Linked DNA regions of Sus scrofa: region 1 is linked to region 2. Evidence: chromatin contacts called from public Hi-C data. All regions are on one chromosome and are shown on one strand. Each heading gives the region's core, a stretch centred on a gene start, on an enhancer-like site or on the middle of the called end of the contact. The rest is flanking DNA. Distances are from core to core; before and after follow the strand shown. Region 1 holds the start of FXR1 (fragile X mental retardation syndrome-related protein 1). Region 2 holds the start of USP13 (ubiquitin carboxyl-terminal hydrolase 13).

Region 1 (6,456 bases), core at 3,308-5,807, 1.1 Mb before region 2:
CTTTTTTTGCTTTTGTGTTTTCAAATTTTTCATTAATTACACATTGCTCTTATAATACAAAAACAAAACTTTACAGCAACAGTATTTAAATTCAGCTTTTTAAAATTAAGTGGCCTTTTCACGCAATCAAACCTTAGGGTTTTTTTTTTTACGTATTTATAAAAACTGCATTTTAAAACATGTACAACTAAAAATAGCTTCAAAATATATGGAACTATATGTTTTTAACTAATAGAGTGTCCCTAATATAATTAAGACAGCCACCATCTTTTACACAGTTAAAAACCTCTATAAAGAAATCAACAACCGTCTACACTAACTTTGAAAAATCAATACATTCTCAAATCACAACTCCTTTACTATAACTCTATAGGTCATCATCATTATCAATAATAAACCTATTGCATAATTACCTCCACGTTCCCTTGTAACATCAAATTAAGCTAAAGCAAAAAGGAAATTTTGGAAATACAGTACTCTAAAATATGTTTTGTAGTTGATAAATTACATAGTCAAAAACAGAAGTTGCAGAGCTCTAAAAGTACCTTCTACTATGCAACCCTTGAAAATTCAGTCATCTTAGAGATCACACAGTTCCCTGGAACACCAAGGAAACTTTACAAGAGCCAGAAATTGAGTAACTTACTTTAAACTTTTATTTAAAATTATATTCTGCCTACAGCAATGCAAGCTGCAATGCTATTACAAAGCTTAATATTATATACATCAGTTAAAAGGCATTTTAATGACTCCAAATAGGCACAAGGCTTCTTTGGGGGTAACAAAAAAGTTCTAAAATAAGACTGTAGTAATAGTTACACATTCTATAAATACACTATCACAGAATGTAAATTCTATTTGAAAACTTTTTAAAAAAGAAAAAAAAAAAGGTACCTTAAATGACTAAGTAGTATAAACCCACTGATGCTCTGCTCCAGATAAATAAGGCTGTATAAGCAAAATTTTATATAAAATTACATCCCCATCAAGTGCTTAATAAACATTTCCCATTTTTCCCAATCCCCATTGAATTACAGGGCTTTAAGCAGGAGTATGTCATGTTTTTATTTACCTAACAACCACAGATCCACTGTTGTTAGGTAAAAAGAGCAGGATGCGGAACAAAGTATTTAGTGTATCATTTGTGTAAATATTTGGAGGGGGAAAAGACTATCTTAATTTTGGGTGTTTTTCACTGGTTCCAATTATTTTGTGAAATGAAGGTTTAGTTCCACTAAAAATCTTTAATCAATGTCTACAGAGCACTGCTTCAAGCAGATAATGGCTGCTAAACTCATGACTTTGAAATTCTTCAATGGCCATTCACATTCATAGCCAAGTCTGTGGGGGTAGGTTAGAGGGGAGGCAAAGGAGAGAAAAATGAGGAAAATCAGAATCACCTGTACACTGAAAACCACCACTAAAAGTACACCAAAATGTTAACAGCTGTTACCTTAAGGCAACTTGTTTTTTTCCGTTAGTTTCCAGAATTCCCTCACTGACCATGTATTATTTTTTAAATTAGAAAAAATTACTTAAAATCACTTCTATGCTAACTGAAAAAAGCCAAATTCAAAACTCTACACAGTATTCTGTATAATGCTATGTTTAGGACATTATGGAAAAGGCAAAACTATGAGGACAGAAACCACCAAAGGTTCTGGGAGTGAGGACAGAGGCTGACTACAAAGGAGTATGAGAGAAATTTGGGTGGAATGCCTCTTCCTCTTACTTAGTACTGGTGTTACAAAACTGTTAGCATGTATCAAAAGCTTATATAATTGCATATTAAATAACTTATTTTACTATATGCCAATTAATCTCAATAATTCATGTAGCTAAAAATAAAGTGCTTTTGCAATGGGCCAATTTTTTTCCAAGTGGACAGTTTCAAGGGATAAAAAATATTGCAGACTACTGAATTACTTCAAACCCCTCATTTCACAAAAAGAAAATAGGCCCGAGGAGACTGTTCAGCAGTACATTGCTAAATAAGATTAAACTGAAGTAGAAACCTAGAATTCCTATTTGTTTAAATTTAAATGCACAGCTCCTTCCACTTCACCATCTTCACTCTCCCAGAGCTCTGAAGACCACAGTTTTCACATAGTGCATGTATAGATGGATTATGGCAAAACAAAATTCCAAACATCCAAGTGCTCTCTCAATAGACACAACTGTGGTCTTTCCTAACCTCTGCCAACGAAACATCTTACTTTGTTAGGCAAAAACGGGTAATGGAATCAAAACCTAAGAATCAAACAGAATTGCACAGTATGGACAGGTATCAACAACAAATACTTTAGAGTTCCAAAATGGGGATATTTGATTTGTGAACTGACAAAAACAGAAAAAATAGAAAAAAAAAAAAAAAACCTATGAGAAACCAAAGTAAGATGGTAATCTTCACTAAAACTTTCAAACTGATGATCTTATTGAAGCTTTTAAAATAAAAAAAAGCATATGCATAACAAGTGATCAACATAAATATAACCATCTTTGCTATAAAGAAATGGTGTTGCATCTATCTACACATGCTGAACATAATTTGTTACGGCAAATAACCCTTTTCTGTTTCAATATGCCAGGAAAAAATTCATACCTCCATTATACAAGAACTGTACACAAAAACTGAATAGACAATGATGCAAAACTAATGAACCTTATCTACCTGACAAAAAAAGTATGGTAATCCCATTCTATGTGCACTGTGTCACAACACAACTGTGTCTGCCTTGCTCAGAGAAGGCAACCATTAGGTTTAAAAACAGCAGTTAAAGTGTCCAATTTTTAGGTAGGCCTTTTGTCTGATACTAAGTTTTAAACAGATACTGATAAGGTATAACTAGTCACGCATTAAAGTACTCTTCCCCACCAAGCAGTCACCGTTTTTACTTTATGTTAACCACGTAAGGAGATTTAAACTCGTAAAAAGCCTAGGGAGATCCTTTTAGACGTCAACTCTGACTCCCCACTATGCTGTTACCACGTGACAGCTAAACCAATTCCACACAGCTAATCAGTAAACTAGGAGAGTAAAAACAAGGCTGAAAATAGCAAATTACGACCACCTAATAAAATCAAACTCCGCGGGAGATCAAAGGTACGCTAAAACGAATTCATTCTGCGTACTCACAATACTCCTGTATTAGGAGAAGGCCCTTCATAAAAATAGCCAGGACTCTCAAACATTTGAGATGCTGGCTTAGTGAGGTTGACTGACAGACAACAGCTGGGGAGATTTTGTATTGATCTTGTAACACCCTAACACACTTCAGAAGAAAGGGAGAATAGGGAGAAAGGACCGTTATAACAGCAAAACTAATCTGCAAAGATTTCATTTTCAGTTATGTGACCCCTACACTATAAGCCCCTACTAAATTCCTCTACTCTCGAATTCTTTTCCGTTTTCCAGCTCGGATCCCATAGTAATGCATCGCCTTCCTTCCAATGAAAACAAACAAAAACCTCGTGGGGCGGGGGGCGCAAAAATCAGTATCTCCTCCTAAATATACTGAGTAACTGATAGTCACCTCCCCACCTGTCTCCTTGATACAGTTCACGTTTTAAACCTTAAAGCCTAGAACCCTCTCCTTTTCTTTCGTTATAAGGAGCTAAGGCGCCGCCCAATTTCCCAGGCCGCAGAAAATATTCCTACCCGCCACATTTCAAGGTTTTCTAGCTTTATCTTCGATCCTAACTCTCAACCCGGTACCCGCTCCCCCTTCAGACACTCAAGTTTATTAGCCCAAAACCCTAGTACAAAGGTGAATTCCTGAGATTCCGCGAGGCGCCCCCCATGGGGGTGGGGAAGGGTCGGAGCAGCGGGCAGAGGCGCTTCCGCTCGGCCCAGTCCGAGGGGCGGGGGAGCCGCTGTGACCACACAATCCCACCACCTCTTTTCACGACCCCCCCACCTCCCGGCGCTCGGGCCTGCTCCCAGGGAACTCCCTGCCGCCCTGCAGCCACTCGGCTCCTCCTCACCGGCCAGCCAACGGCCGCACTATCATCCAAGAAGAAGGTTCAGAAGTGGGAATACGCAAGAGATGTCCGAAGTGTTGTTTCAAAACATAACGGAGCCCGGGCCCCCGAGACCGTTAAACCGCGGGTGGAGGGGGGAGAAGCGACGAACCCAGAGGCCTCGGGCTTTGGCCTAGCCGCACTTTTCGACCCCACACCTCACTCTCCCGAACCACCAACCCACTCCCAAACCTGCCCTAGGCCGCAGAAGACCAGACAAAGCGGCAGAAGGGTTGGTACCTTGTAGAAAGCCCCGTTGGAGCCGCGAACCTCCACCGTCAGCTCCGCCATGTTGGAACCGCAAAGGCCGCTGGGAAGAGATTCTAGAAACTTTCCAACCAGAGGGGAGGAGGAGGGCGGGGCGTGAAGGAGGCAGGGGGAGGGGCGGGGAAAACAGGGCGGGGACTGGGATCCCCCGCCCCACACCCCTGGGGTCTCACCGCGCCGCCCAGACTCTCCCAGTGGGATCCCTCAGTTTCTTACATCACTTGCCCGGGGCTCCGCCCGCCCGCCGCCAAGCCCCGTCCTTCTCCCGACACAATCGCTTGGCCTTTGCTGACCCGCCCCTACGTCCCCGCCCCGTGTCCGCAGTTTGCCCGCCCCAGACGTCGGTACTTCCAGCCGCAAGAAGTGAACTTCTGGAGCGCCGCCAGCCCCACGCTTTTGCATTCCGTTGGCTTCGGACACCCTGCCCTGCAACTTCCTTGAGTGCTAGTAGCCCTGGAGAGCAACTCTAGGGGCTTCCAGACGCCCACTACCACAAACTTTAAGAGGACGAGGGAGCCTAAAAATGTACATACTATGTCGTCTAAATTCGTCTCGCTCTTAAAAAAAAAAGAAATCGGTGGTCTCCTGACTCAAATTCCACAGTTCCACACCTCCTTACATTCATTGTTCGAGCCAGCCCTCTCCCCACCTGTTAGCACTTTAGTTGTTTAAAAAGTCAAACTAAGTAAAGTTCAGCTTAGATGGGCTCACAATCCGCAGCAGAGTTTAGGAGGTAATGCTCATTATTAGAAGTAATCAAAAAAATTCGACAAAGCCGGACACCACATTTTCCCCTACTGCAACGCGTGCGAACTTCCACAAACAGGATCAAACCCGAATTAACTGTTTTGTCAGAACCTACACCAACACAGTAAGTGATATTATGGAGATACTTTGAGTACCTATCTTATTAATCCTGAAACGTTTTCCCAAAGCAAGGCCTTTGGAAATAATACCAGAATTATTCTTTTCCATGTACTGTATTACCATTTTGACAGAAAAACTCTAGAAAAGAATGCTTTGCTTTAAAGGAAATGCCCACTTGCCTAGTCCTAGCCTTTTCTGGGGAAAGCTACTGGAACACTAAGAACCTAAGATTTTGATCAATTTTGTGACACCAAATTTAGTTGGAGTTGTCTTAATAAAATCTGATATGGAAGTATGCTATAATCATTTTAAATAATTTTAGGAATTTTCCCTCCTGGCGCAGCGGAAACGAATACAACTAGTACATAAGGACTGGGGTTTGATCCTTGGCCTCAGTGGGTTAAGGATCCAGGCATTGTGGTGAGCTCAGGTGTAGGTTGCAGACCAGCTCAGATCCTGTATTGCTGTGGCTGTGGTGTAGGCCTGCAGTTGTAGCTCCAATTCAGCCCCTAGCCTGGGAACCTCCATATGCCGCAGGTGTGACCCTGAAAAGACAAGAAAAAAGAAAATAATTTTAATTTGACTAAATTGAAACTATAGCTTTTCTTCCTCGAGACAGATTTAGAAAGTCTAAAATAACATTTAATATTTCAACCAACAGTTTTTAAAACAGATTGTGCCATATTTTAAATAGCTAATGAAAGACTCAGGAGTCATAAAATATTTCAGCTTTTGTTCCATAGGATCTTTGATTTATCACAATACATTATCAGACATTGAGTATAAGAATTAATATAAAAGAAAACTGCATTAAACCAAACTGTTGAGTTCAGTTATCTTATATTGTAGTGTACCTTAATTTATTTCTTAAGATATAGGCAACCCAGGATGACCGAAGAAGGAAACTATACTGGTATTACTCTGCAAATCACAGAGAGCCTCATTCCACCCTAGGCCATTACCTAATGTAAAGTTGAAGCACAAAGGACTAAATTACATCCCCACTTGAAGAATAATTAATAATAAGAGTTAAGAGCATGGGCTCTGAATATGGATTGCCCATTTGAAATCCAAAAGAAGTCTGTCATTTTCTAGTTTGGACTCTGTATGGGAGAGAAAAATTTTTATTAATGTTTTGCCACAAAGATTTTAGGTTGTTTAGAATAGCAGTTAGCATTAATTAATCTGATAAATGGGAGTTCCTGCTCTGTCTTGGGAGCGCTGGGACCCATGTTGGATGCCTATCCAAGCACAGTGGATTGGATGGCATGCTGCAGTTGAGGCTTAGGTCTCCATTGCCAC
Region 2 (6,998 bases), core at 3,155-5,654:
GTTCCCATGCCCTTCCAGCACCCTCCAAACTCTATAGCTCAGGGGGGTTTTTGTTGTCTTCATTAGATAGGCAAGAACAACTAAATCATTGGCCACTATTGATTATGTCAATCATCAGTTCCTCTCCCCTCCCAGGAGGTGAGGGAAGGCTGAAAGTTCCTACCTTCTAATCCCTTGGTTGGTTCCCCTGGCAACCAGCCCATCCTTAGGAGCTTTCCAAAATCCCCTAACATAAACTCAAGTGTGGTGGTAAGGATGTTGTTAAGAATAACAAAAGACACCTTCAGGGCTCTTATCGCTTAGGAAATCCAAGAGTTTTAGGAGCTCTGTACTAGAAATAGGGATGAAGACAGAATACATATTCCTGATTATAAATCACACCATCACAGAAGAATGTACTGGGTCTAATATGAAATTTTCCTACAAGGAGAGGGTCTCAAAGCCTTTCCTGATGGATATCCAAACCAACAACTACCACTCTGTCCACCAGAGTTTTGCAAAGACTCCCAGGAAGGCGGAGAACCAACATCATTAAGCAATATCTCAACATCACCTAGAAATCTCAGCGCTTTAGAGAAGAGGGGGAAGAGCTCCTTTTTACAAAACTGTGCAGCTGCTGGAAGGGAAGAAAACATGTAGGGGGCACTGCTTATGCTGGTCTCACATACTCTCAGGCCACCTTTGAGGTGGGTGCAGCTGCCTGCCTTAGCAGATGTGGCTGCCGTCAAGCCTGCTCAGGCTCCCCCACACAAATACAAACCTGCAAGAGTCAGAGTGTTTCAGCCTTGAAACACCCTTGACAAGCAGGCCACTGGAGCCAGTGTCCCAGGTGGATGGTGCTGGCATGCACCGACTTCCTGGCCAGTTGAACACCGGCAGCGGAGCATGGTATCGGCTCAATAACTCACCTCTGGATGGGCTTCCCTACCTTCCCTCTGTCATGATTCCCCTGACTGTCCTTCCACTTCTGTCCCCGGGATACCTTTCCAAAAACAGCCTGTGCCAAAGCCCTTGCCTTGGTCTTTGGGTGACCCCAGCTGAGACCAGGCATAAGATATGCTCCCCACACTCAGAAGGTGGGGAGGGGGCATACATAGCACCAGAGTGGCCCAGATCCTCTCCTACCTAATGTTTGGTACAGCTTTGCGCCTAATAGATGTTTTAAAAGTACCAATTAAATAGATAAAAGAGGGCATTACCATTGTGGCTCAGCCAGTTATGAACCCAACTAGCATCCATGAGGATGCGAATTTGAGCCCTGGCCTCGTTCAGTGGGTTAAGGGTCAAGCCATTGCTGTAAGCTGTGGTTAAGAAAAAAAAAAAGTATCAATTCAGTCTTGCTCTAGCACCACTTTATTTTATTTTATTTTATTTTATTTTTTGCTTTTTAGGGCCGCGCCCAAGGCATATGGAGGGTCCCAGGCCAGGGCTCAAATCGGAGCTACAGCTGCCAGCCTATGCCACAGCCACAGCAACTCAGGATCCAAGCCGCATCTGCGACCTACAACACAGCTCACGGCAATGCCGGATCCTTACCCCACTGAGCAAAGCTATAGATCAAACCCACATCCTCATGGATCCTAATCAGCTTCATTTACCACTGAGCCATGAAAGTAACTCCTCTAGCACCACTTCAAATCACATTACTCACAGTAGCTCTCCATAACTGATTGTATGAAATCAAGATCCTATACGCAGGTATTCAAGTCCCCCATCTTCTCTCTACTTGGTTCTGACCTCATTGCTTGTGAAATCAGTCTTTTTCTTCCAAATACATCACAAGCAAATAAAAAAAATATTCACACTTTACGTGTTTGTGCATGTGATTTACCTGGCATAAAATGCTGGTCTTCTATTTATTTCTATCCATCTTTATCTATGACCATTTTCAAAAGTATTCAAGGCAAGTATGACTATTTTCTCCACTCAAATGGCTTTGCCCTTTTCTCTACCACAGTCCTATGGCACTGATGGATTAAAGTCTCTGCTGTGTTTGTCACCAATAGATTTTGTTCTTACAGCCATGCATGTATGAGTTGGCACATAGTACGTGCTCAAGAACACTTATGGGATTCATGATGAAGTGTTAGGTAAGTACCATTGAGAAAGGTCTCAAATTATCATGCACTGTGCTTTAATATAACTTGTTATAAAACCTTTCTCTTCCTCCCTTGAAACACAGATAAAGAAATACACTGATTCATCAGCCTTGTAAATAAGCCCAGTTTTCCCCCAAGGAACTACTGTGAATGAAATCATCAGTTTACACTGGACAAGATGCTTCTAGAACGTTTGGCATGCAGTAAGCTCCCAATAACTATTTGTGGAAGTAAATTAAAATAATCAGATTTTTTCCCTACCTGCCATACACTATATACAGTGAAAAAGACTTTCAATAACAAAGTTTGTAAGAAGCATTTTAAGAGTAACCCAGATCAAACATAGAAAAAAAGCAGTCTTACCCACTTCAGACGTTGTGCTATCCTAATGTACCTTATCCACTTTCTTTCTGGAGTTCACATTCTACCAATAGCTTAAGTTTGTTAGGGTTATCCCTCTCCACCGTCAGAAGCTATTAGTAGGAACCTGCCCAACATTGGACATAAAATCTGAAAATGGCATTTTCAAATACTTTGTGGATAACAGGACTGAAAGACTCTGTTGACAGTCACATTAAGCAGTGTGATCACAATATGTGAAATATTAAATTTGTTTTTATTAAATGAAATTAACCATTTTATTCCACTCTACACAGACTTTTTTGAAAGAAAAAAAAAAGTGAAGAACAAATAAGTGAGATTTTTTATCCCCAAAATGATCTGGAATTGGCATAAAAAAATTAAATGTCACAGAGAGGATACTAACTCTGGGACTCCAATGTGTACAAAACAAAAAAGCTGTGAAATCAGTCAAAATCAACTCACAAAATAATAATGAATACTTTGGAACATTTTGCCACCATTGGGTTTTTTTCTTTTCATCCAACAATACAAAACATGAGTAAAATGTGTTAGACTATTGTTGTGAAACCTGTCTCAGTCCTTCCAATCCATGCACCTCCTGTTTGCATTTAGATCTGCCGGGTGACACATGAGCTCTAAAGTGGGTGGATAAAAATAACCTGGTCCTCAAAAAGACATGATAAACGCCAGACAGCTGAGTCACTTTGATGCCCATTTTGACTCCTGAAAGGGACATTCACCCTCCTTTTCCTTTTCACACATACACATGCAACCTAGTGAAAAACACCACCAACCGCCCTGGGTGGAAGGCGGTGATGCGTCTTCACTCCCCACTCCAGTCTCTGAGGTCACGACTCGCGATTGAACTTTTAATAATTTATACTAGTGCATTTCAGTCAAACTAATTCGTTCAGAGGAGGAAGGGGACAGGCTTAAGGAAACCGTAATAATGCAGCAGACCCCTATTTTGCTGCCCAAGTGGAAGCACCCAAAGGTGTCTTCTGACATTCTGACGGAAAGAAAAGGAGTGGGGAGAAATTTCAAGTGGAGGGAGAAACGCTCAGAGAGGAAATCATAATTGTCCAGGAGTGGGAATCCCTGGGCAAAGCAAACGGTCCCAGAAAAAGAAGGGCTGCATTCGTTCAGAGGGAATCAGTCCGGTCCACCTACCAGCCCTTCGCTCTCCCACCAAAGAGAACGCAAACCGTCTGCAGCGTACACTTAAGATCAGGGAACTCTTCGATTCGATCTACGTTTCAAACGTCGGCGGGGCTTGGGTCAGGCTGCTACGAATCCGGGCCCTGTCAGCCTAAGGTTGGAGAAGCAAACCTTCCCAGGTGCCCAGTCTTCGGCTGAGGAGCCTTGGGAATGCAGTGCGCAGCACCTAGTAGACACTAAGTGTTTGCAGAACCGCCGTGCCTCTGGGCCAACTCTGCCGCCCAGAGGAGGAGGTCCCCGGCTGCCACTGCGCATCTTCTCCCCCCAGCTTCACGTGCAGGAGAGTTCGGCTGCTCGCTGTTGCCCCAGGCCGCCTGCACCGCCACCCTCCCGCTAGGCGCCGCCGGCGCCGCCGAGCCTCACTTACGGGAGAGTCGTAGGAGAATGCGCACTCGTTCTTGTAGACTCGGTCCCCGGACCTGGGCACGCGGATCGTCGGCATGTGGGGCACCAGCAGCTCGCCGATGTCTCCTGCAGCCATCTTCCTGCTGCTGCTGCCGCCCGGCATGCCGAATAGGGCGCCCCGGCGCTGCATGGCCGCGGCGCGCACCGGAGCGGAGCTGAGCCGAGCTGGAGCGTTGGGTCTGCCCGCGGCTGCGGCGGGCTGCGCGGGCGACGGGAGCCGAGCCGGGGCGGGCAGGGAGAGCGGGCCGCGGGGCGGGAGCGGGCACCCGGGGCCTGGGGCGGGCTGGCCAAGGGGACGCTGCTATTTTTAATCCAATGGCGAATCGCCGGCCCAGCTGCAGCGTCAGGCGGGGCGTTCGGGAGCGCCAGCCGCAGCGCGCGGGGAGGGGGCGCTGGAGAGGGGCCTCGAGCAGTGGCCGCGCTAGGAGCGGGGGTGGAGGGCGAGCCCCGGCGGGCAGACTCGGGAGTCGTGAGTCGGACTTGAGGCACAACCGCAGTGTTTTCTATTCTAAATCGCTAGGTTGCAAAGGGACATCTCCGAGGCAGCCAACACAAAGAGCAGGGTTTGAGGTTTGAAAAACCGCTAGCTTTTAAAAACAGCCGAAGATAACAGCGGGGACTACTCCCGAGTGCACTCGAGGTGCAGATCGGGAACCCAAGTTGGGCCCAAATCTAAATTTGTGATTTGCATTTCGGTGTTAATTTCACTAAGGCTTGTTCCACACTTTTTTTTTTTTTTTTTTTTTGGTCTTTTTGTCTTTTTTTGTTGTTGTTGTTGCTATTTCTTGGGCCGCTCCCGCGGCATATGGAGGTTCCCAGGCTAGGGGCTGAATCGGAGCTGTAGCCACCGGCCTACGCCAGAGCCACAGCAACGCGGGATCCGAGCCGCGTCAGCAACCTACACCACAGCTCACGGCAACGCCGGATCGTTAACCCACTGAGCAAGGGCAGGGACCGAACCCGCAACCTCATGGTTCCTAGTCGGATTCGTTAACCACTGCGCCACGACGGGAACTCCTGTTCCACACTTTTTTTAACATCTAAAACTCACTAAAAGAGAATAAAATAGGATCCAGTAAGGACAGATGTATGTTTTATCAGTAATACTGATTGTTATTAACGTATGGGGCAGGAAGTGTCAAGATTATTTTCGGGGGCACGGAAATTTTACATTTTTCTCTATCTTTCAGACGTCTTCCGCGAGATTTGGTGTCAATCATTCAACTTACTGATTTGGGATCTTACGTGCAGACATACATCTTCCCTGCCTTGCAAGTCCAGTTACTCAAAATAAAAAATAAGTGGGGTTATGTGGGGGGGGGTGTGAATAATCTGCAAACAGAGCATGTTCTCATTTTCTCCCAAAAATTCTTAAAACAAGATTCAATTCCATTGAGGTTCTCTAACTACACCCAACCTAAAGAACAGAGTACCAGTGATAAGTGCCAGTTAACAGAGAAATAGTGAATCAAAACACTGATTTCTGGGAGTTTTCTCGTGGCTCAGAGGGTTAAGGATATGGAGGTGTCACTGCTATGGCTCTGATTACAGCTGTGGCTGCGGGTTCGATCAGGAAAGGATGATACCTGGAATTTGATGTGAGATAGATGGATGAGCCCTTTCTTGCCCCGCTCTTTTAAATTTCCATACCTCAAGCAAGGGTCAAGCACATCACCTGTCTATGTAACTCACAATGCTATCTATGGAATAGGAGAAGCAGAGACACAAAAGCAAAAAATTCAACACCATTGCTACCCTCACCCTCTAGTAGTATCTGTGCCTGTTTCAGTTTCATGGATGAAGTTTGTCTAATAACAGAGAAAAACTTGATTCGGAAGCATTCAAAACTTAAAATTTTAAATATTTTTAGATTAAATGCAGATTAAATCAAGACACCCTTTTTCATTCTTCAGACTGACACAGATATATTGAGTTGGACCACGTTTGGGAAATAGGCCCTCATATTCATTGTCGTTGGGAATAAAAGCAGTGAACCTCATTGGAAGGAAATTTAATAATACCAACCTTAATTTAATATGCATATTTTGTTTTCCCCAGCAATTCTTCATCTAGACATTTATGCTACAGATAAATTTATACTGTATAAGGAGATTTGTTGGAACATTGTTTATAGTAACAAAAGACTGGGAACAGCCTAAAAATCCATCTATAGGAAGGGGTTAAAATACAGTACCATTGAAAGAATGAAGCTTTCTGGGAGTTCCCGTTGTGGCTCAGCAGTAACAAACCCGACTAGTATCCATGAGGATGCAGGTTTGAGCCCTGGCCTCGATCAGTGGGTTAAGGATCTGGTGTTGCCATGAGCTGTGATGTAGGGGTCACAGATGTGGCTCAAATCTGGAGTGGCTATGGCTGGCTGTGGCTGTGGCCAGCAGTTGTAGCTCCAATTCGACCCCTAGCCTGGGAACTTTCATATGCTGAAGGTGTGGCCCTAAAAAGCAAAAAAAAAAAAAGAGAGAGAACAATCTCCAAATCATATTCCTGGATGAAAAAGCCGAGCACAAATCAGTGTGTAAAAGCAAGGTACACATGCGAGGCTAAGAATGCGCAAGGTGCTCTGGCACATCTTTCTAGTACACCATGGGCCTTCCTTCCAGGTGGTTGTATCTGTGCTAAATTTTTTTTTTTTTTCTTTTTAGGACCACACCTTCGACACATGGAGGTACCCAGGCTAGCGGTCAAATCAGAGCTGCAGCTGCCAGCCTACACCACAGCCACAGCAACATAGGATATGAGCATGTCTGCTACCTATACTACAGCTCTCAGCAACACCAGATACTTAACCTACTGAGCGATGCCAGGGATGGAACCCACATCCTCGTGGATACTAGTGGAGTTCGTTATTGCTGATCCACAACGGGAAATCCCTGTGGTAAATATTTTTAATGTTGC

What was found. A called contact is a pair of places that touch in the nucleus more often than the background predicts.
Region 1: a Hi-C map of skeletal muscle shows a contact between it and region 2, with 7 times the contacts expected there. The contact joins the promoter of FXR1 here to the promoter of USP13 in region 2. A contact is called at or near these places in 2 of 5 promoter capture datasets (fetal liver and liver) and 1 of 47 Hi-C or Micro-C datasets (skeletal muscle).

What each region holds. Positions count from the first base shown.
Region 1 is chr13:118,837,415-118,843,870 of Sscrofa11.1, reverse strand. FXR1 (fragile X mental retardation syndrome-related protein 1) reads right to left here and starts at 4,557. Exons shown (of 18, transcript XM_021071238.1): 1 at 4,504-4,557; 2 at 4,261-4,350. The coding sequence starts at 4,311.
Region 2 is chr13:117,697,486-117,704,483 of Sscrofa11.1, reverse strand. It overlaps USP13 (ubiquitin carboxyl-terminal hydrolase 13), which reads right to left and starts at 4,404. Exons shown (of 21, transcript XM_021071212.1): 1 at 4,048-4,404. The coding sequence starts at 4,215.